Linked DNA regions of Gossypium arboreum: region 2 is linked to region 1. The links are chromatin contacts, called in public Hi-C maps. All regions are on one chromosome and are shown on one strand. Each heading gives the region's core, a stretch centred on a gene start, on an enhancer-like site or on the middle of the called end of the contact. The rest is flanking DNA. Distances are from core to core; before and after follow the strand shown. Region 1 has its middle 27 kb from the start of LOC108466699. Region 2 holds the start of LOC128289339.

Region 1 (4,031 bases), core at 862-3,361:
GCCAATCCGATTCCTCAACACCGGAAAGTATTGTCAAATGAATTGAGATATATTAAAATATATATATATATATATATTTATATATGTAAGCAATAAATAATTTAAAATAATATATTTTCAAATGATGGCTTATATATATATAACCCCAAAAGTCAAAGCGGGAATTTAACAAACAATTAAAAGAAAAAAAATATAAAAGTTCAAAAATTGAGTAAATGTAAATGATCAAGTTATCCATAAAGAATGGGAATTGAACAAAAGAAAGAAAAGGAGGAACATTTATTTAAAACACTGGTATTGTAACGGAAATTAAGAATAGCAATTTAAGCATTATAAAGGAAATGTTGAACCTTTGTTTCAACTTAATTTTTTCTCAATCTCGAAAGCAATTTAAAAATTCATTGCATAGTTTTGTAACCATAGACTTCTTGAACTGCAGCTTTGATGTTTTCATTTCGGCAACATAGAGTTCCTTATTGTAGCAAATGCGAAGGGTTGTCTGCAGATCAAGCTTGAATATTTTGGAGTTTTACTGTATTTGATTGCATGTATTGCCTTGAATGTAAAGTAGGATATTATAAACTTTTTAATAGAAAATAAATAAATAAAAATTAGATTATCATATAGTAAAAATAAAACATTAATACTGAAAATAAACTTACAATGGAAAATATCAAAATAAAACCAGTACGAATAATACAATAATATGTCATTAAACATGGAAAAAAGTTTTATGTTTATATGTTAACTTTGCAATTCAATTTTCGATAACGATTGAAGCAGTCTGCTTCTCTATATTTCCCCATGTAGAAAATAAATAATTTTCAGACATCTCCACTTCTAATATGGGAATAAATATATAGTTTAAGGAGTTGTTCGAACATGAGGAGACACTTCAGAATTCAGATATAAGAAAGTTAAGGTCCAATATAGTTAGCTATTTAAATAATGGAATGAACATGGTGATCAAAATTAGAGACCTGAGAGCCTACTCGAAAAATAAGAGGATTTAAGTAAAAATATAGGCCTGAAAAATAGGCTTAGATAAAAAAAAATAAGGTCCACTACAGATAGCTATTTAAACATCGGAATGAACATGGTGATCAAAATATACAACCTAAGGAGTTGTTCGAACATTAGAAGACATTTCAGATATAGAAAAGCTAAGGTTGCAACAATTTTATTAACAAAATCATGAAAATTTAAAACTCATAATATTAGCATTTAGTTTTCATCAAATGAACCTTAAGCTTGAATACCACCCCTGACCTAAACAAGATTGGTCTAACACTATAAAACGAATGATGGCACCTATGATTATACCAAAAAAAATCAAATCAACCTTAAACCTGAATTAAACACTAAAAAGCAAGGGAGTCAATATCAAACTTGTAGACGTATCGTTTTTCTACTAGTATTGGTACATATTGGTATCGATCTATTTCGGTGTATCATTTTAAATTTATCGCAAATTTTAAAAAAAATTGATTTATGTACATAAAATATTTACAAATATCTAATAGCAAATAAATCTCAAATATAAATACTCATCAATTATATAAAATACTTTTTAATAATCTTCACAAATACATTTATCATTAAACAAACTCAAAACCAACAACAATCTATAAATTAAATAATAAAATCATCCCATACTTACTATGCATATAGCAATTAATCATTCAACAATATCTTAAATTTCATTTTTTTTACTGGTTAATATACCATATTCCAGCCAGTATAAACGATATCAACCAATATACACTAATATAGTCAATACCTACCAAAATGTACGCCAGAATGGACATTAAAATTTGTTTTTCCAATTTATCACCAGAACAGAATATTTTGACTAACATGGGCCGTACTGAAATGAAATTAACTATTGAAAAAAAAAATAACATCGTTCACCTTTTGGAATTAAAATATATAAATTTTACCACATTGAAAAAAACCACCACCACTTAAAAAAGTATGAAACCCAAATATTAAATAAAATATTAAGCCTTTTATTTATATAGTATAATTTTATTAGGTATAGTTAAAACTGTCTAAAGAAAAAACCCGAATCCAATAGCCACAGCCCAAACCACTTCAGCTGTTCCGCCGGGACTTGTCTTAGTTGATAAATGAAATAAGAAACCCAAAATTTCGCCCGCATATTACTTTGGGTTTTATTTGGCCCAAAATACGGCCATGAATTGCATGAAAATTTTTTAAAAAAAGAGAGGCTTTGATGAGACGTAAGTGATTTAATCTTACAAAAGAAATTCCAAAATTAAGGAATAATAATAAAAGCATGAAAGTATTAAATAGATTTCTCCAATTAAAACAGTAATTTATATTTATAAATATTATTAGTATATATTTTCAAAAATTATAATCATAATCAATATAATTATCTATAAACTCTTCCCCCATTTAACCAAGGCTTCCTCTACACTTTTGCATTAAAAAGAAAAACTTCCATTAGTCAGGTCCTCATTAACAAAATGAAGTTGAAACTAATTGTGAACAGAGAACCCTAACACTTTCTTCACTTCATTTTCTTATCTCTAGAACGTCAACCTAACTTAGTTAGCCAAGTTGACTAAAACGTTTGAACTTGGATGAAAATGAAATATCCAGAATACATTACATGTACGGTCGGCATGTGAACCCATTGCTCCATTTCTAGAAATTTAGAAGAGTCTTCTCCACTAATCAATTTCAATTTTAATTTTCATTTTCAACCAAACCAGTGTGAAACGAAATGATGTATTACATTTTAATTAATGTTACAGTTATATTCATAGAATTATTTTAGTTTATTTTTTTAATACAAATAAAAGAGAAGTTGCTACTCGTATAATTTCAGATTTTGATTTTGATAATTACGAACCAAATGTTTGGTTTTTTTTTTTTTTCCCTCTTTCGCTTTTCTATTATTTTAAACAATCGCCAAAAACTTCCCTTTACCGAAAACATATCAAGAAAATGAGTTTTTCATGTCTTTCACATATTTTTCTCCAACAATCTACAATGGTGTTCATTCTCTTAAACATACAAAAGGCCAAAATTGTAAACTCCAACCAATTCATCCCTACAGAACCCATCTAGGTTCAAGTAGTTATAGTACCAAAATTAATAAAAGGTAACTTCTTGATTGTGAGTGGTGTGGATATGTTACTCCGCGTGTGAATAATACATTTCAGCCAAGGGAGGGATGAAAGGTTTAGATCAAGCTTTGTTTAGATTAATAGGTCAATTTAGTAGATTGAAAAACATTTAGAGGTTAAAGTTTTAGGTTTAGGTTTAGACATTCTATATTTACTTAAAGGTGAAGCATTCATTGAGATATTTATTTCATTTTCCTTTTGTCCCTACTAGTAATTAGCCATTGTTGAGTTATCAAAGCAAAGTTTCTTTTAAGGAGCTTAGAACATGAAATTGAGTAGGTAAAACACTACACAAGCCACCACTTTAATTAAAATTTCTTTACCTTATGTAGAATGTTTTCTTCTTCCAGTTCTTCTACTTTGTAAGCACTTATCTCTTATATTTTCTATTGAGATTGATGTTTGATTGCTTCTATAAGTTTATTAATAAATGAAAAAGTTTTGGTTTTCACTTTGTTCCAACTTTGATATTTGAACTATTGTAGGAACATATAATTTAGTTGATTACAAAATAAATTGTTCTAAGTTCTGTTAAAGTAAAGAATGGGACAGAATAAATTATGATAGAACAATTTTAAAATAAAGTGAAGCAAAGAGAAAAGTAAGGAGAAAATAATATGTAATATTTGTTAACGCAATTCGAATTCTTTAATATGTGAAGCCTTGCTTAGAGAATATTTTATTCCATAATTCGTCCAAATCAACTATTAGCTAAAGTCCAAACTACCCTTACACCAATGAATATTTGCAGCCCCAATATTAAACTCAAATGGTTACAAACCACTCTCCCAAAATCTCCCCACATACAAACAATAAAACTCTCTCCAATAAATACCTAAAATAGTGTCACTAATTTACCCAATTAAAATAGCA
Region 2 (4,031 bases), core at 397-2,896, 300 kb before region 1:
ATCTCCAACTTACTAGTTTCTGTGAGGAATTATCTTTACTGGGCCATATTCTTGGTGAAGCCATAGCTTGCTTTCACATTTGCCTATAAGCTTTTAAAGCATTTGTATTCACAATTTAGAAAATTGATATTTGGTATCATACCATAACATGTTTTTAAAAACTAAAGCAAAATATTATGTAATACTATAAATACTATTTTTATTATATTATTTAAATATTATATTATGTAATACCATAATGTTTAATTTAATTCAAAAATAATAAATTAACAAAATGTTTAATTTAATTCAAAAATAATAAATTAACAAAATTATTAGAAACAACTTATAACATCATTAATTTTTAAATATTATATTTAAATTTATTTTTTATTTTATTGATACATACCATTAAGTTGTGAATTGCACGGGTTGACCGCTTAGGTAATAGGGTGATGCATTGTGTTAGTCTTGAGGCTTAGTGGCTCACTTGACACTCTTTGGTTGAATTACCCCTTCAAATATCCATGATGTTGTAATGGTCGATACTTAACTTCATTGTACTTAAAACATATTTTGTCATAGAAAAATTGAAAATGCATGTGTTAAGCACATAATCATGTTGACATAGTGTACAAGGATGCTTATAAGAGTGTTTTAAGAGTTGTGCTATCTATAATCGGTGTAGTGACCTGATTATAGATGTCATGATAGATCTCATAAAGAGGCTGAAGATCCAAGGAGAACCACCACGAGTTTCTTATGGTATGGAAACGGTAATTACAGTTTGCTCCTTCTTTGGCACTTGGTTCTGTTTCTTGTTGTTATCAACCCCACACATCAAATCTTTTCCTTTCGGTTTAAGTAATTGACTTGTTTTACCTGGTGGTTAGATTTGGTGCATCCGTTGCGGTGTCTGCCCTATATATTTTTTTATGTTTGAGTAGGAAAAGAGGAGTGGGTACCAAAAACAGAGAGGTGATTTGCTATAAACCAAACTGTGTTCCAGAAACAGAGGGAGCTTAGCTGGTTTAAATGTTTAATTCAAACAAGAAGACCTTTTAAGTTATTAATTAATATAGGGGAGAAACAGAGGAAGTGTTTTCTCCATAAACATATCTACAACAGATAGATCCATAAACAGGGGCGTGATTAAAAAAGAAAAGAAAAATCCAATCTAATCCTAAAAAGCTGTTGGTGGGTATGAAAGTAACTATTTCCTCTTACTTTTGCTTCTACAAGGTGATGGAAGTTTCTAGGAATGGCCAACAGCTATAGGTCTTTCAGCTAATCCGAGAGGGGAACGGGAGCGTTGCCTGGTGATCTCCCGAAGCACTCGTCTCATATCAGCTTGTTGCAATGACGGGTGCTTGATCTTCTCAAACTCTCGCTTTATCTTCATCACTTGGCTATGAATTGGGATTCCTTTATATCCATCTTCATCTCTTATAGCTGCTTTGTTGTTGTTGTTTTCATGGTTGATCTTCTTTTGCTCCATATTTGTAAACCTAATTCGCACCCTCTCTCTTTTTTTTTTTGTTTTTTTTTATTTGGCAGATTTGCAAGTTGCAAATGCTGCTGCCTCACGCCCAAGGCCTTGTAGTTGTATACCTGTTTTTTTTTTTTTTTTTTTTTGGGAGGGGGGAGAGTTTGAAGGGTTTATATATAGGATGATAATACTGAAAATGACATGATTTCTTCATGAATAGCGAGGAAAAGGAAGCTGTTTGGCAAAGGGTATGTAATTTTCGACACTTTTTTGTTTTTATTTAAAATGAGTATAGAAGTCTCTTTTCAATACTTAATTTTGTTAGCTTCCCCAAACTACCCCTTTTAGAAGACGTGATTGTTTTTATTATTATTATTTGTTTCAATGACTTGCGGGATAAGTAGGATCGTATACGGTTGATTTCGAATTTTGATACGGTAATTGTGAATGATTGTATATAGATTGTATAAATTAATTTGAATTTGAATTTTTATTTGATTAAATGTGTAATTGGAGATATAAATTAAAATTATAAAAATAAAATTTTAATTATAATTCAAACATATATACATACGAATACGATATTTTAATTTAATTATATAAATTAAAATAAATATTTATATTTAATTTTATGCTAGATATATAAAATTATTTTTGTATATAATATGTAAACATTAAATATTATTATATTAATAGTAATAATAATTTTAAATTTAGTGACAAGAATATTTGTGTTGTAACATTATAATTTAAATATTTTTACATCAATTATTAAAAAAATAATAATAATAATTTGTGAGAATTAAATTAAATAAAATTATATATCTAAAATTCACATATCAAAATTTAGGCAGTTAATATTATAGCGATGGGACCATCGTACCATAATTAGACTAATGGCTATAAAGCTTAACGTAACTTGGGTACTTGATGTAACAAAGATTAGGCAAATGGATATTTGGGACGTTAAAGGTAAAGGTAAAAAACATGGCATATTACCTACACTCCATCATTGCTTATTCAGCAGCCTTAATTCAAAAAGCTAAATGTAACGTTGATTTTTCATTTTCTAATTAAATTAAAGGTTGTTATAAGATAGGGTCCCCCATTCCATCTTAATCTTAAATTAATTGGGACAACACCCAAATTTTCCACATTCAAAGCCACGACAGAGCTGTCCTGTCCAAAGCCAAACGCTCTTCCACGCGGCATTCACTCAATATCTGACGAAAATGACTCCATGAGAGGAAGTTTGGCTTTCATCTTTATCACGTTTGTTTCATTTTACATTAATAGTAAGATTGGAGGTTTAGAATTTTTTTGCCATTAATATGATCAAAACAGGTAAAATCATTCAAGTTAATTTTTATAATTAATTTATACCAAGATTTAAAATTCCTTTATCATTAAGTTAACATTTATTTTTATTTTTTAAAAAATTAGAGATAAAGGGTACGAGTTGTTTATTAATTATTGATATCAATGAGATTTAAATTCGAGTTTTAACGCCAGCAGCTACTCGTTGCGTGAAGCATGAGTATGCCAAGTGGCGTTTCAGGATTTGCTTCGTCTATAACTAATAAATATCCACTTCAGATAAAAACAGAAAAGAGCAATTTTTCTCTTGGAGTTTTGAAACCCTCAATTAAGTTTTTATTTTTATCCGTCTGTTTTTTGCAAGATTTCAAAATTTTAGAGTTTAATAAATTTAAAGGAAAATAAAAGATTTGACTTAAAATTCTGGTAAAATAATTTTAAAATCAATTAAGTTGTTAATCAAAATTTATAATCACTTAATTCCTTAATACAAAATTAATTAATCAATCATAAATCTTGGGAGATGGTAATGGTTTCTTTTACCTTAATTAGTGGTTAAAGTTTGATTCTTATATTAGGTACAATACAACTTTAAAACTTGTGACTAACATCTACTCTTTTAATGCACTTACAGAATGCGGTGAAGTAATTTAATATTTGTCAATTTTAAAAGTGAGCAACCAATTGCACTGTTTTTAAGGGCTTAATTGATTTTTAATTATTTAAGCTAAAAGGTACTAAAACATTATAAAAAATTTAAAAATTAAAAAATTTAAAATATATATAGTAAAGTAATAGAAATTTATATTAAAATTATTAAAACATAAAACATAAAACAGTTTAAAAATTATAAAATTTATTAAAAATAAAAATAATTTTTTTTTATTTTGGAATCTTTAGTTTCAAAAATAAGGAAATGATGAGTTTAATGTGCGATGATGATGATCAAACTTGTATGGAGTGTTAAGTGAGAGGTTCGAATGATAATGAATTTACAATATATTTGGCTAGTTAGGCTAGAATAGAAGAGGAATTAAATATATATTCAATGAGAATGAAATTGAGACGTAATAGGTATTATGTATTTTGGTTGACAAGAATGTAATAGATGAGAAATAGTAGTACATTATTTGGTTTATTAGAATGGTGTTAAGGAATATGTGAGGAATAAACAAAAAAATGTTAATTTTACTCTTGAGTTATAAAATAATATTTAATTAACTAAATTTTATTTAGTATTATAAAA

What was found. Hi-C and Micro-C count contacts between places; a contact is called where the count stands out from the background.
Region 2: a Hi-C map of leaf shows a contact between it and region 1, with 2.3 times the contacts expected there. The contact joins the promoter of LOC128289339 here to the enhancer-like site in region 1. A contact is called at or near these places in 2 of 5 Hi-C or Micro-C datasets (both in leaf).

Annotation. Positions count from the first base shown.
Region 1 is chr2:86,331,466-86,335,496 of ASM2569848v2, reverse strand. No RefSeq gene overlaps it. Among protein-coding and RNA genes, the nearest start is that of LOC108466699, 27 kb to the right of the region's middle. Within about 2 kb of position 2,111, at least 1 of the 2 cell types and tissues checked has an H3K27ac peak or open chromatin away from gene starts, as enhancers often do. A contact at or near this core is called in leaf, where this site is marked.
Region 2 is chr2:86,628,172-86,632,202 of ASM2569848v2, reverse strand. It overlaps LOC128289339, which reads right to left and starts at 1,646. Exons shown (of 1, transcript XM_053025051.1): 1 at 1,018-1,646. The coding sequence starts at 1,477. The coding sequence ends at 1,235.